Linked DNA regions of Rattus norvegicus: region 2 is linked to region 1. The links are chromatin contacts, called in public Hi-C maps. All regions are on one chromosome and are shown on one strand. The core of a region is the stretch at or near the end of the contact, and the rest is flanking DNA. Distances in the headings are between cores, read along the strand shown. Region 1 holds the start of Tgoln2 (trans-golgi network protein 2). Region 2 holds the start of Tcf7l1 (transcription factor 7 like 1).

The links. Hi-C and Micro-C count contacts between places; a contact is called where the count stands out from the background.
Region 2: a Hi-C map of hepatocytes shows a contact between it and region 1, with 1.9 times the contacts expected there. The contact joins the promoter of Tcf7l1 here to the promoter of Tgoln2 in region 1. A contact is called at or near these places in 7 of 12 Hi-C or Micro-C datasets (the A7r5 cell line, Schwann cells, hepatocytes and 3 more) and 1 of 1 datasets of contacts at active chromatin or transcription factors (oligodendrocytes).

The regions. Positions count from the first base shown.
Region 1 is chr4:106,224,991-106,232,236 of GRCr8, forward strand. Tgoln2 (trans-golgi network protein 2) reads right to left here and starts at 4,272. Exons shown (of 4, transcript NM_138840.3): 1 at 4,214-4,272; 2 at 3,019-3,956; 3 at 1,883-1,966; 4 at 1-150. The coding sequence starts at 4,259. The coding sequence ends at 145.
Region 2 is chr4:106,399,854-106,406,485 of GRCr8, forward strand. It overlaps Tcf7l1 (transcription factor 7 like 1), which reads right to left and starts at 3,568. Exons shown (of 12, transcript NM_001107865.1): 1 at 3,321-3,568; 2 at 3,173-3,236; 3 at 2,822-2,949. The coding sequence starts at 3,563.

The sequences.
Region 1 (7,246 bases), core at 3,022-5,521:
TCAAAGTGCAGGTGCAAAACCTGAAGCAATCCCATCTCTGCCAGCCCAGACTTGCCACCAAACCCCACAGGTCAGTCTTTTCATTTCTCTTGATTCGGAAACAAATCAGCAGGGAGGACAAGGTTCTTGCAGACAAAATCAAAATCAAAGCTGAAATGAGAACAACACATTTGCTGGTTAATACTCAGCTTTTTCAGGGAAATATGTTAGTCAGACAAACTCATCCATCATTATGAAACAGCTAATAATAAATAATAAAAGTTAAAGTGCATAAGTCACTTTAGTAAGTTTTAAAGTAAATTAGAAATAAAATATGGGGGCTGGAGAGATGGCACAGTGGTTAAGAGCACTGACTGCTCTTCCAGAGGTCCTGAGTTCAAATCCCAGCAACCACATGGTGACTCATAAGCATCTGTAATGAGATCTGATGCCCTCTTCTGCTGTGTCTGAAGATAGCTACAGTATATACATATATAATAAATAAATCTTTAAAAAAAAAGAAAATATATACCTGAGAGTCATACATTTAGCTAATATGGTGGCTTATACCTATAATTTCAGTACTCAGGCTGAGGCAGAAAGATGATGACTTTTAGGCCAGCAAAGATTATATCACGAGTCTTAAGCTACAGTGAGAGATTGTCTCAAAATTAAGTAATTGTTGATAGGCGTGTAAGAGGTATTTTCTTCAGCAGGGTAGCCACTGCTATGAGGCCCATGCTCCTATGAACAACCTAGGTGACTTTAAAAAAAAAAAGTAAGCTGGAGAGACGGTAAGCACTTAAGAACACATGCTGCTCTTGAAAAGGAGTAGCGTTTGTCTCCCAGCACCTACACAGTGGTTCACAACTGTCCTTAGCGTCAGTTCTGGGGATCCAACTATCTCTTTCGGCTTCTACTGGCACCAGGCACACATATGGTACACTACATTTGATGGTGGGCAGATTGAACTACTGGCTTCTACTTTATACTCTCCTATATTATTCTGAAATTTTTTCACGTGTATTGCTTTCTTCCCATTAAAACAAAACTAAGGAGGGAAAAGAAATCAAAATCATTTATCAAGGAAAGTTGTAGCGCTAGAGCTGACTGTGAGGTTGGCCTAGCGTGACACACGTCCTGAGCTGGGTGGGCTATTCTGTACTGCTGTGAACTGTTTCCTGTAGGTCATCTGGGAACCATTCCCATCTCAGTCATCAACTGTCTTTTGTCACTGTTGCTGAACAGAACAGAGCAGGGGGCCTGAGGCACCTATGATGACTACAGTCACCTGTGGGGAGCACCTTCTTCAGACCCTCTCCCTTACTGTCGGATGGGAAAGCCTGCTGTCCCGAAGGCTGCTGAGGCACACTAGCCACATCAGGAGGACCAGCCTGCAGCGGGCTTGCTTGCAGCCTATGTGCTCGTCTGCTGTGGGGGAGTTGTGATCCAGGGCTTTGTTGCCCAAAGTGTGGTCTGGCAGCCAGTGGGGATCCCCACAAAATGAGGATGGATAGGTTCTCTCCCATACTCAGTAAATCAGATTTGGCTTTGATCACATTGTTCAGTGTTTATCACAGTATTTGTCTGTCAAGAGCTGAAATAGTGAAGAAAGTGTTTAAAAGTATACAGAGTTACTATCAGGTGCTAGTATTTCCTCTGAGTGGAAACTCAGAAAGAAAACAAACAAACAAAATCACACTTCCAGGTAGATCTGTTTATCTGTCAAATGTGAAAGGACTGAAAGCCCTCTCTATCTCTACCTTTGTAGATAGATACACATGCAGTGTGCGGACGGTCCTACTTGCAGTCTCCAAGGGCTAGGAGCAATGGCTGCGGCAACCCCAGAACTGGCCCACTGGAGGCTGCATATCCCTCCTACATTGGGTTTCTCCTTCCTTACCTTTAGGTTCAAACGTTGGTAGTCACTGGCCTTTGGCCTCCGAGTGACTTTGGATCTTTTTCCTTCCAGGGCAAAAGCAATAATCTGAGGGAAGGACAAAGAAAACAGATTAACATTTGACTCTGTAATGAGGGACTTCACTTCCTGAAATCAGAAGCAGTTACCTAGATCCACAAAGAGGACTATTTAAATTACACACACACACCCAAGATTTTAAAGGGGGCTTGGTTACAACAAAATCCTTTATACTGCTTAATAGGGCCCAAGAGATGGAGGCTGAAGCCTGTGGAAATCTGTATGATTTAATTATGGGAGTTAGAGGTCTGCCAGTTCTCTTGCCAGAGAGTTCTAGGTCAGGTGTTTAAGGGGGAAAAATAATGACGGTTTCCTAGCTACAAACACATGCTTTGCTCCCACACAGTTTCAACTTTTCTCTAATTTACTGCTTTCATCATGAACGTTTAAATGTACAACGAAGAATGTAGACTCTTCATTCTTTAGAGCCATATGCCCAATGGCTATCACCAACTGAATTCTTCAATAAGTCAAGCTACTGAAACTGTCTTCTAAATCTCATGGCTCATTAAGAAATACAATAATTTTGTCATTAGAGTTGTTTGTAAGGTTGTTTCATGGGTGGCACTTTAACCCCAAAGTTGGGTGCATTTATGCAATCTCTAGGCTTGCTTCTGACTCTTGGTAGCAGAAGAGTCATTCTTGGGCTTTATACTACTGGTGTTAGAGACTATGTAACTGAAAATATTCTTCCTGCCTCCAGATGGAAGACAGTTGGAATAAAAGCTAGAAATGGTAAACTATCTCAAGCATGGAAAAGGGGAAGAAATCTACCTGTCAAGAACTTGGGTTCACAGAGGCTGTGAATAATCTGAGTTCCAAGTTACAGGAGGGGAATCACAATTAGGTCAGGTCAAGATTCACGTCCAACTTGGCACTTTACAGCAGAACTCTGAGGAAACGGGTCACATGATTTACAAAACAAAACCCAGAGTCCTAGCAAGGTCTAAGGAAAAACCGAAGATGATCTTAAAATCCTCTGAGCTCACAGGCAGATGAGTGACAGATAGCTGCCCATGTACAAAGAACTCAGGGTTCTGGACATTCCAGTCCCCTCTTACCTTTCGTTTGTTGTGGTAAGCAATATAGAGGACAGCAACAAGAACAGCAGCGGTCACCAGATAAGCAAAGAAGTGGCTGCTTTCTGCACTGGTGTTTCCAGAATTGTCCTTATAATGGTCATCCTTCTCATCCTTCATAGAATCTGTAAGTGTCCCCTCTTGGTTCTCACTGGAGGAAGGGCCCAACACCTTTTCATTCTCTTCTTCAAGTGGTGAACCTTCTTCGGGCTCTGTATCACCCTCTTCAATCTCCTTGGTTTCCACATCTTCAGTAGGCTCTGAAGACTTATCTCCTTTCTCTGGCTTTAAAGAGAAGTCAGAGTCCCCTGCCAGTTTTTCCCCAGATTCAGTTTTGGAAATAAGTGTTGGTTTCTGTCCTTTTTCAGTTAGCTGGACTTTGTCAATTTTTGGAGTCTCTGTATTGGAGGGGACTTTGGAGGTGGGCTTGTTAGAATCACCTCCTGTGGGCTTGTCATTATCACTTCCTGTGGGCTTGTTAGAATCACCTCCTGATGTCTTGTCAGAATCAACTCCTGTGGTCTTGTTAGAATCACCTCCTGTGGTATTGTCGGAATCACCTCCTGTGGGGCTGCCTGAATCTTTTGTAAACTTCTGACCTGACTTTTCCTGTTTGGGGTCCACAGGCAAAAGCTGCTGCAAAGTTTCCTTCAATTTGGCATCTGCTGTTTCGGGGTGCTTTTTGGAATCATCCAAATTGAGATTGGTCGCAGATTCCACCCCACTGGAAACTGATGCCGAAGTCCTAGCCACCGTCTTGTCCTGGCCTTCTTTATCCGACTCCAGCCTCTGATCAGTCGGTCTGTTAGTCTTTACCTGTTGAGAAATATCAACCCCAGGAGGCAGGGGCGTGGAAGGTTGAATCGGAGGATTATTTTCACTTGATGTGTTGTTTGGCTTAGAAGCGGATGGCAGAGCTCCTGAAACAGAAAAAGCAGTAAGTCCACGTTAAAAAAAAAAAAAAAAAAAAAAAAAAAAAAAAAAAAAAAAGGCCGGGAGAAAAGAAGGGCTTGACTTCTAAGACCCTAGCGGTGATGGCCGAATGGAAGAGCAGTGGAGATTGCTAGAGGAGGGTCGGGTCAGGCGAGAAAGACGACAGCTCCCGTGGCGACCCACCAAGGTGAAGAATGGGGAACCTAAGGGAGAGAATGACAAGGGCTTGGGGGGGTATCCTTACTCGCCACCGCGACACTCAGCAGGAGCAACGCAACCAGGAACTGCATCCTGTAGTCTGCGCTTCCGCCCTCTACTGACGTGAGAGGGGCGCAAGGTATTTCCAGAGCGTGCCCCCCCCCTTTCCGGCGGACTGTTTCTCTTCCGGCGCAACCCCGCCTTGGGGGTGGGGTTACTGGGTGTCGCCAGTCAGTGACTGTATATTCCGATAGTGTGCCGGAAATCAAGTCCAGCTCCCCCCCCCGCCCCGCCCCGGCCTGCCCCCCAGCTCCCCTCTCTATTTCAGCAGTCTGGGGAGCTCGGCAGTCTCTTTCTTGTTCCCTTGGCCTCGTACTTCAGAAACTGTCCGACAGGCAGGTGCTGCGTCGCCTCTCGCTGCTTATGATGTGGGGTCGGGGCCGGGAGCCTCTTTGTCGCATCCTCTGTTCATGTTTCTAACCTCACCGTTGCTGGTAGTGCTTTTCTCACTTAACACAAAAATGTACTCTGTTCAGCTCTTTCCCATCTAGAAACAAATACATTTCATCCTGATCCCAATCCCTTTTCTTGGCGGTACCCAGGGCCCTCTGTATTTACCAACGTTTTTTTTTTTTTTTTCTCTCCCCTGAATTTCTATGTGTTTGAAACTATATTGTTATGTGGGCAGCCCCTGCCTCCTGAGTGTTTGGGATTATAGGCGCCTCGCCACGCCCCTATTGAGCTATTTATTTATTTAAGAAATCAGATATCAAAGATTGATTTTTATTTGTGTACGTGTGCCCGCCACCTGTGTGCAGGTGCTTTTGGAGCTAGATGAGGACATCGGATCCCGTAGAGCTTCAGGCGTTTCGAACAATCTATGTGGTGTTGGAAACTGAACTCTGCTCCTGTGGGAGAGCAGCAAGTCCTGAGCCATCTCTCCAGTTCAGGACATGAGGTGCTTTGTTGCCCAAACAAGAAGACCTTGAATTTCTGATCTTCCTACTGGATTACTGGCTTGTATCTCCAATTTATGTAGTACTTGAGATCAAAATTGTGACTCTGTGCACACTAGACAAGCACTCTGCCTCGCTCAACACAACAATGTGTGTGTGTGTGTGTGTGTGTGTGTGTGTGTGTGTGTGTTCTTTTTGGGACAGGGTTCTTATGTTTAACACCTCTGCTGTCCTAGAACTCACCCTGTATTCCATGCTATCCTTGCACTCCCGGAGATCCACCTGTCTCTGCCCACTGAGTGCTGGGATTAAAGACATGCACCACCACACCTGGCTCAAGCAACACATTTAAAAGCAGAATTTTAAAATAACTATACCTTTTTTTTTTTTTTTAAAAGAGAGCCAGGTGATGGTGGGACACACCATTAATCCCAGCACTCAGGAGGCAGAGGCAGGCAGATGTCTGAATTTGAGGTCAGCCTGATCTACAGAGTGAGTTCCAGGACAGCCAGGGTTACACAGAGACACCCTGTATTGAACAACAACCATAAAAGACATCTTTAGGGTCTAGAGAGATGGTTCAGTGGTTAAGAACACTGACTACTCCTCCAAGAGGACCCAAGTTCCAGTCCCTAAACTCACAAGATACCTAATGACAGTCTATGATTCCAGTTTCAGGAGATCTGACATCCTCTTTTGACCCCACAGTCATTGTACACATGTGGTGTACAGACATGCATGTAAGTAAAACATACATATACTTTTAAAAAGTCGGGCTGGGGATTTAGCTCAGTGGTAGAGCGCTTACCTAGGAAGCGCAAGGCCCTGGGTTCGGTCCCCAGCTCCGAAAAAAAGAACCAAAAAAAAAAAAAAAAAAAAAAAAAGTCTTGCTGTCTGCTCTTCTGCGGATTGCTATTTGCATTCGTTCCTTGTGTCTTCATCTGTGGCAGTGCTGGATAGTTTAAACAATTTGCTTAAAGTCATTCGTGAACATTTTCATAAACAGTTGTTTAATAAACAGTTCCAACAACTACATTCTTTTTTTTTTTTTTTTTTTTTTTTGTCATTTTTGAGATAGGCTCTCATTCTGCAGCAATAACAGGCCCGGAACTCACTCCAAGGGACAGCAGACTTTGACTTGGCGTCAGTCTTCCTGCCTCTGCCTTGGAAATGCTGAGATTACAGTTGTGTACCACTGTGCCAGGTTCCATGGTCCTCAATACTCTGGAGGTTTAAGGTAGAGGATCTTTTGAATAAGAAGTGTTGTTACTTTATGTGTGTGGATGTTTTACCTCCGTTTATGCATCTATATTATGTGCCTGTCTGGGGCCAAAGGAAGCCAGAGAGGCCACGAGAGCTGGAGTTAGAGATGGTTCTGAGCCAGCTTCTGGAAACTGCACCTGGGTGAGAAGAGCAGGCAGGGCTCTTGACCTATGAGCAATCTCTCTGCCTTCAGAGGCAAAGGATCTTTTGAGCAACCAGAATTTGGAGGTCAGTCTGAAGAACAAAGTCAGACTTAGTCTCAAACATACCTGAATAAAGAAGACTTTAATCTGATAAAGCTGCAATCTGGTGAGGTGGAGAAATATCAGATAGACATTTGTCCATGTTTGCTTTTTGATTTGTCATAGTTAACTTTGATCCTCCCTTTGATGAGATGTAAAGTCATAATGGAGAGAAGTCCCTGGATGTGCCTCTAAGGCATTATCTGGGTTCGGTTAATTCAGGTGGGAAGGCCCACTCTGTAGGGGGACAGTAGTGTTTCATGGGCTCGGGTCCTGGACAGAATAAACTGGGAAGCAAGCTGAGCAAATATAGGACATTCGGGCTGGGGATTTAGCTCAGTGGTAGAGCGCTTACCTAGGAAGCGCAAGGCCCTGGGTTCGGTCCCCAGCTCCGAAAAAAAAGAACCAAAAAAAAAAAAAAAATATAGGACATTCATGCCTCTCTGCTTCCTGATGATGGAGTCAGTGTGAGCAGCTCCCTCCTGCTCTTGCTGCCATGATTTCCTTACCACGATGTACTATGTATTCCCTGGAACTGTAAGCCAACGCCAACCTTTATTTATTTATTTTTGTCAGGTGGCTTTCAATGACATTAAGGCAAACAACTAATAGAATTGT
Region 2 (6,632 bases), core at 2,318-4,817, 170 kb after region 1:
TCACAATCTTGTAAACCTGCAAAGTCTCCCCCAGGATGAAGGTATAGTCAGAGGCTGGTGGCTCATGCTTGTGATGTCATAAGAGGATCCAAGCAGTTCAGGGATAGCCTGATCTCTGTAGTAAGTTCTAGGTCAGCCAGGACTACACAGACCTTATCTCATTTCCAAGTACTAGGAATGGTACAAAGTGTGTTCCCGTCTCCGCAAGCCTCAGGTTCCCTAGGGGGCTTGAAAGAGAAGCACACCCACAGTGAGGGACACATCTGTAAACAGTTCTCATCCTCCCTGGACAGGAGGCTCCAAGTTCGAGACCAGCCTGGACTATATAATGAGACCCTGTCTTAAAACCTGTCCCTTAGCTGAGGGTAAGGTGACCTCTCCTCTAAAGAGTCTCAGGAAGAGACCATTTCCCAGCATTCCACCAAGGCCGGAGGAGAAAGCAGAGGAGACTGGCTATAGAGAAAGACAGCCTGACTGCAGGACCGGCAAGTCCCCAGTCCAGGCAGCAGAGATACCAGTGGTGAGTGCTCTGGGCCTCCTGTCTGCAATGCCAAAGTTCATAAGTAATCCTAAAGCACTACAGCCAGCATCCACTTTGACTTCCAGTTTTGTTATGTCCAGAAATCCAGAACAGCCGAGAAACGGTATCCCATTTTAGACATATAGGCCTAAAACAATAAAGCTTACAGTAGAATAATTTAAAGGAGGAACAAGACCTAGACAAAAGACAGATGGAATCATCTAAGTCCAAGAATCTTCTTCCAACCTACCAGCTTCCGCCTTATCCCTCAACTATCTACTTCACTGGGAAACAGCGGCGGTCCAATTTTGCCTGGATGACCACTTGTGTACCATGAATCTTATTAACTATATTGATATGATCATCGAGAAGAAAATAATAATTCCAGCCACACAGTCCAAGCAAGTGCTTAAATGGGTCCTAACCTGGTCTGCTTACTAACCAGGCCCTCTAGGATAGTGTCAAACTAAAAGGAAACTTTCCTGCTACAACAGTGAACTTTGTAACTGAGCAGGGCAGCATGTGAGAAACACCAAAACACCCAGAAAGTTGAACTTACGATTTTAAGCCAATTCATCAGGGAGATAAGATACAGGCATGGGGGTGAGATGGGAATCAAAGTCCCCAGGCCAGTGGGCTAAGAGTTGGTTGTGGAATGCCAGAAACACGGCTCTATGGGAAAAAGCACTGGTCAGCCAAATCTGATGACCTGAGTCGGATCATGGGAACTCACATGGTAAAGGAGAGTCCAACTGACTACCAAAGGCTGTCTTCTGATCTCCATGGAAGTAATAACTCTGGCATAAGCCTCAGATACACCCAAGTGTGTACACACACACACACACACACACACACACACACACGGGAACTCCCTGCACCTGCATGGGAGGGAAAGCTGAGGGTGGTCCCCAACATTTGCACACACCTTCACATTGAAAGAGCCAAAGCAAAACCCTAGATCAATATCCACTTTCAAAGGGATTTCTTGACATCCTAAAGTGCAGCAGGCCTGAAACTGTGAGGGTCTTTCTTCATCCAAGGGCAAAGGCAAGGGGTGTGGTGGGTGTGGTTCTATGCTCCTCTTCATCCATCAGAGCCTCCCTCAACTCCTAACCAGTGAAGAACATCCACACACACTGCACAAACTGAGGAGGCCACTCCGCCGAGTAAGGGCCCAAAACGACAGCAGAACGGCCCATTCAGCACCCCGTTCTTCCTTGGCAGCCCTGGAGTATAATCCTAGTTAAGATGAACTTTTATTCGAGCTTAGTTCCCTCAGGGGTGCACTCCTGAGGAGTAGACGCGCCATACACATAGCCTAGCAGTGAGAATGAATCAACCAACTCTGGAAAGCTCTGTACGAGGCAGAGTTGACGAGCAAGCCGCTGCACAGCAGAAGGGTATGTACCCATCCATCCAACTCAGCATCAGCACAGGAAACTTGGGTGTGGAGTATCGGCTCGAAGGCCCGGCTAGCCCCGAACTGCACCCCTCATTTTCACAGAGGAGAGAGGCGGGAGCTCCGAGCTGGAGAGGGGTGAAGGAATCCGCCCTCATTTGCACATTGTCTGGGGCCGGGTCAATTTGCTTAATCACCGCTCTAAATGCCAGGCACACAGCACACAATGCGCTCCCATTAACAGGTTTAAAGTGTCGCAGCGCTCGCTTTAAATGAGAAAAGCCCGCAACAAAAGGGGGAAAAAGCCAAGTAAGAATGCCTTGGGTCGCCCTCCAAACCATCTCAGAGGAGTTTAAAACCCAGAGTTCTGCAGAAAAATTGAGGCCCTGGTGTGAGGATCCGGGGTGGCTCTTGAATAATCCACACAAAATAAGGAGTTTGTACAGCTCACAGCAGCCCCGGGAACCCGCAGGTCAGAGGACATCTCAAGTCAGGATCCTCCAGGCCCTTGCCCAACTTTCCCCCTTGCCAAATGGAAAGCTGACCAATCTCCAGGAAGGAAAGCGAGACACCCCCCCCCCCAACACACACCCCCCCACCTCCAAAGGCAGGCACAAATCCAAGTTTTCCTCTGGTAGGAGCAAGGAATTTGGGCGGCTGGGAGGACCCACCAGGCCGCAATCTCCCAAAGGCGAGAAGTTAAAAGAACTTTACTTTCATCCCGTTACTGGCCAAAGCAGTCTCATACTAGGCCGCCACAGGGGAGTTTAACTCCGCAAACAAGTTCGGCCCAGGATCGGCTCCAGCAGGAGGCCCCATCCCCCACACCACGAACGAGCCTGGGGGCGCATCCCGCCGGGCGGGACGCCCACCAGTCCCGGCACCGCGGGACTGACACTTACGGTGCGCGCTCCACCAGGAGACAGGGGTCCATTGGAGAGGTATGGGCTGCTCAGGTCTGGAATCATCAGGAAGGGGTACCCAGGGTACGCAGGTCCCTTAAAGAAAGCGCCGTCCTGGGGCCTTCTCACTGCGGACAAAACCAAAGTGGAGTGAGGTCAGGGGTCCCCTAGACAGAACAGCTATCTGGAGCTCGGGGAGGGACTCTGGAACCGGAGCGCCCCTCGAGTGAACCCCAGAGTGACTGCTGCAGCGATGGGAGGAGAGCAGGGGCTCCGCCACACAGGCCATGGTGACCCGTATGGCCAATAGCTGATGGCCGGAGAGTGGAGAATGACGGAGAAGGCACTTACCTTCGGCGAAATAGTCGCGCGGCTTCTGGAAAGCGTCCCGGGCGGGCTGCGGGCGCCTCTCCGCCTGTGGAGGAGACACAAAGGCGAGGGCGGGTGAGCGGGAGCGGGACCCGGGTCCCCCAGGGGCTGACCCTAGGAATCCCTTTACCTCGGAGTCCGAGCTACTGCTCTGATTCTCCGATTCGTTGACCAGGGACGACTTGACCTCATCCAGATCCCTCTGCGCCGAAGCGCTGTCGCTGCTCGGCTCCTGCTCTTCGCCCCCCTCGTCCTGGAAGGGGATCAGCTCGTCGTTCGCTCCGAGGTCGTCCCCTCCACTGGTTGCCCCGGCTCCGGAGCCACCGCCTCCCCCGCCGGCGCCGCCACCGCGGCCACCACCGAGCTGGGGCATGGTGGGGCCACGGGCCGGGGCCGCTGCGCTCAGAGCCCCGCGCCCTGCCTGGCCCGGCCCGGCGCCCCTCCCTCCTTCTCGCTGGCCCGGCTCCGATCGTTTGGCCGCTGCAGCGACAAAGTTTTGACAGGGCGTGGCTCCGTGGGAAGCGGGCCCAGCACCGCCCAGCCGGGGCAAGAAACGCTCGGCTCCGGATCGTCCCGCAGTACGGAACCTAGGGCTCCCCAACTAGCCGCCGCCACCGCCGTTGCCTGCTCGGCCGGGGCGTCCCAGCGCCTGGCCCGCCGGGGAGGGGCGATGGGGAAGGAGGGAGGGACCGCCCGGCGGGGCAGGGGGGCCGGAGGGAGGAGCCCCGGCTGCAAGCTGACACCCGCGCCTCGCGGAACCAGGCGAACTGCAGCGCGCGCACACACACTCGCATTCACACTCGCGTCCTGCTCGCTTGCACCTTCCGGGGACTGCAACTCCCCTCCGCGTGCGACCACCCTACTCCTCGTACTTATCCAGATCCCATCCACTGAACTCCATGGCTACCCTGGGAAGTCCTTCTTGCCCCCTCCCGCTAAGCCCGAGAGTCTGGCCTGCACTCCTTCACATCCCCTAACTTTCTTGGCAAACAACCCCCAGAACTCAGCGCGGGTTCCCACTCAGCTCCCACCGCAGTGGCAGGCAGCACTGCCCCCCTGCGGGAAAGCTGAGGAGTCGCAGATTCGCTGAGCACAACCACTCAGCCCGCGGTTCCTCAGAGTGCAGGATCCCATCAGTCCTACTCAGCTAGATTTTGTGACACTTCGGAAACAAGCTGAGCGGCCTTCCCTTCCCTTTCCTATGCTGTTTCAAGGCATTCCTGTCCCCAAACTGTGTTTTTGATTGCTTCCTCTCAGTAAAGAACCACTGAAACCTTAAAGATCACTCTTTCTTAAAGCCGGAGACAAGGTGTGAAATCCAATACTCACTGTCTTGGGTTCAGGCCGGATTTTAACTGATTTCAAGAGGAAATTATCACCCAGAACTCCCAAAACTGATTAGGAAGCTGCCTACTAGCACCATAAGCAAATTACCTAACCAGCTTCATAGGTAGGGAACGGACTTGAGAGAGCATTTTGGGGCTAACAAAATGGCTCAGCAGGTCCCGGAGTCCTCAGTTCCATATCCGGTACCACATGGTAGAAGTAGAGAACGGACTCCCTTCCAGTTGTTCTCTACCTTCTAGGTGAGGGCCATGCCGCATGAACTCAATCCCTCACAGGTTAAGTGTCGCTGAAAGGGTGGAGACAGTAGAGTGTGTATTTAGCACTCATGAGGTCCTGTGTTCAATCCTCGGGACTAGATAGACTCACGCATCTATAGTCAGCTAGGGAACAGGGGGTGGGGGGAGACAATGCCATCTACCATGGGGACATTGGTGACAATATAAATTTTAAAATCAGTCTAGAGAGTTAGTATGAGACTATTTTTCAATGTTTTAAACATAACTTAAAGCCAGGTATGGTGACTTGTGTCTTTAATCCCAAAAACCTAGAAGGGGAGGCAGAGACGGATGGATCTCTGTGAGTTTGAGGCCAGCCTGGTCTACACAGTGAGGTACAAGACAACCAGGGCTGCCTAGAGAGATCCCTGTCTTTAAAAACAAGCCAGTCATTGAGCAAACAAACCACAGCTTACACATGAGGTGTCTTCTAGAGTTGCCTTGGGTTGGGAGAAAGTACAGCTTTAAGAAGGGGGGATAGAGGCTACCGTTCACCTGCATCTTTCTTCAACAGCACCCACAGCAAGGGGCTGGGCAGGTCGAGCCCCTGCTTATGTGGACCAAGAATGGGTTTAAAGAAGCACTGTTAAGACAAAGGTTAGTACACATATCTTTCATTGTTACATTTTAAAACATTTTAGGGTTTTGGGCAGTGGTGGCCCACACCTTTCATCCCAGCACTCAGAAAACAGAGGCTCTCAGGATCTCTGAGTTCAAGGCCAGCCTGGTCTACAGAGCAAGTTCCAGGACATCCAGGGCCACACAGGGAAACCCTGTCTCAGAAAACAAAACAAAACAAAAATTAGGTGACAGAGGTGCAGCAGTTGGAGCGATGGCTTAGGGCTGAACCACTGAGCACTGAGCTAAGAGTGAGCCCAGAGCCTGAGCCTGGAGGTTGCTGCCCACATACAGCCTATCCCAGGCCTCCTCCACCATTTGGTCAGAGTACCTCCAGAAACTGCATGGGATTTCCACACCCTCCCTCGTGTTATTGTATTTTGCAGAAGTTTTTTTTTTTTTTTAAAGTTAAAATAATTGTATGGAGGAATCTATGGAACTCTTATTTAAAAACACTTTTTCGAGGTGTCTAAACATATGAAGAGCTCATTGTATTGTTTCCCTATGTGATACATCACTACAAACTTGGTGGCCTAAAAAGAAAAAGGTGTGCTTAGAGGTCAGCAGTCTCTGCTGTTGTAGAAATACAGAATTAGTTTCACTGGGTAGAAATGAAGGCGTTGGCAGCTGGGGAATAAGATGTTACCTCCGTGGTAGAGAGCTTGGTTAGAATATGAGATCCTGAGTTCAATCCCCAGTACTGCTGAAGAGAAGGGAGAGGGCAGGGAAGGAAGAGGAGGGGAGGGGAGGGGAGGAGAATAAAGAAAAGAAAGAATGAGTTGAATGAACTGTATGGCCTCTGAGGGTTCCAGTGAGCCTCTTGACAGCTTCCAGAGCTGTTGGCACTCTACGCCAGACCATACCTTGCTAACTTCTGTTTCTGTGGTCACACTGGAGGCCTGAAATGGCATTTGGAAACCATTCCAGTAATGAACTCTGTCTTTCTGCCTGGCTACAATTCATAGCTGAATCAAATCCCGAAAGACGGTTCCTAGGCCCCGGGGATTAGAACATGGACCTGTCTGTCATCTTTGGGAGTGAGGTGTTGTCAGCCTACCACACCTGTCAACTTGGAAGCAATACAGATTGAAGCAGCATAGAGTAGAACTTTCTCACCTATCAGATTGGCACAGAGAGAGAAGAAGCGTAACACCCAGCATTGGCCCCTGTATGAGCACACAGGGCTCTGGGCATGTTGTGTA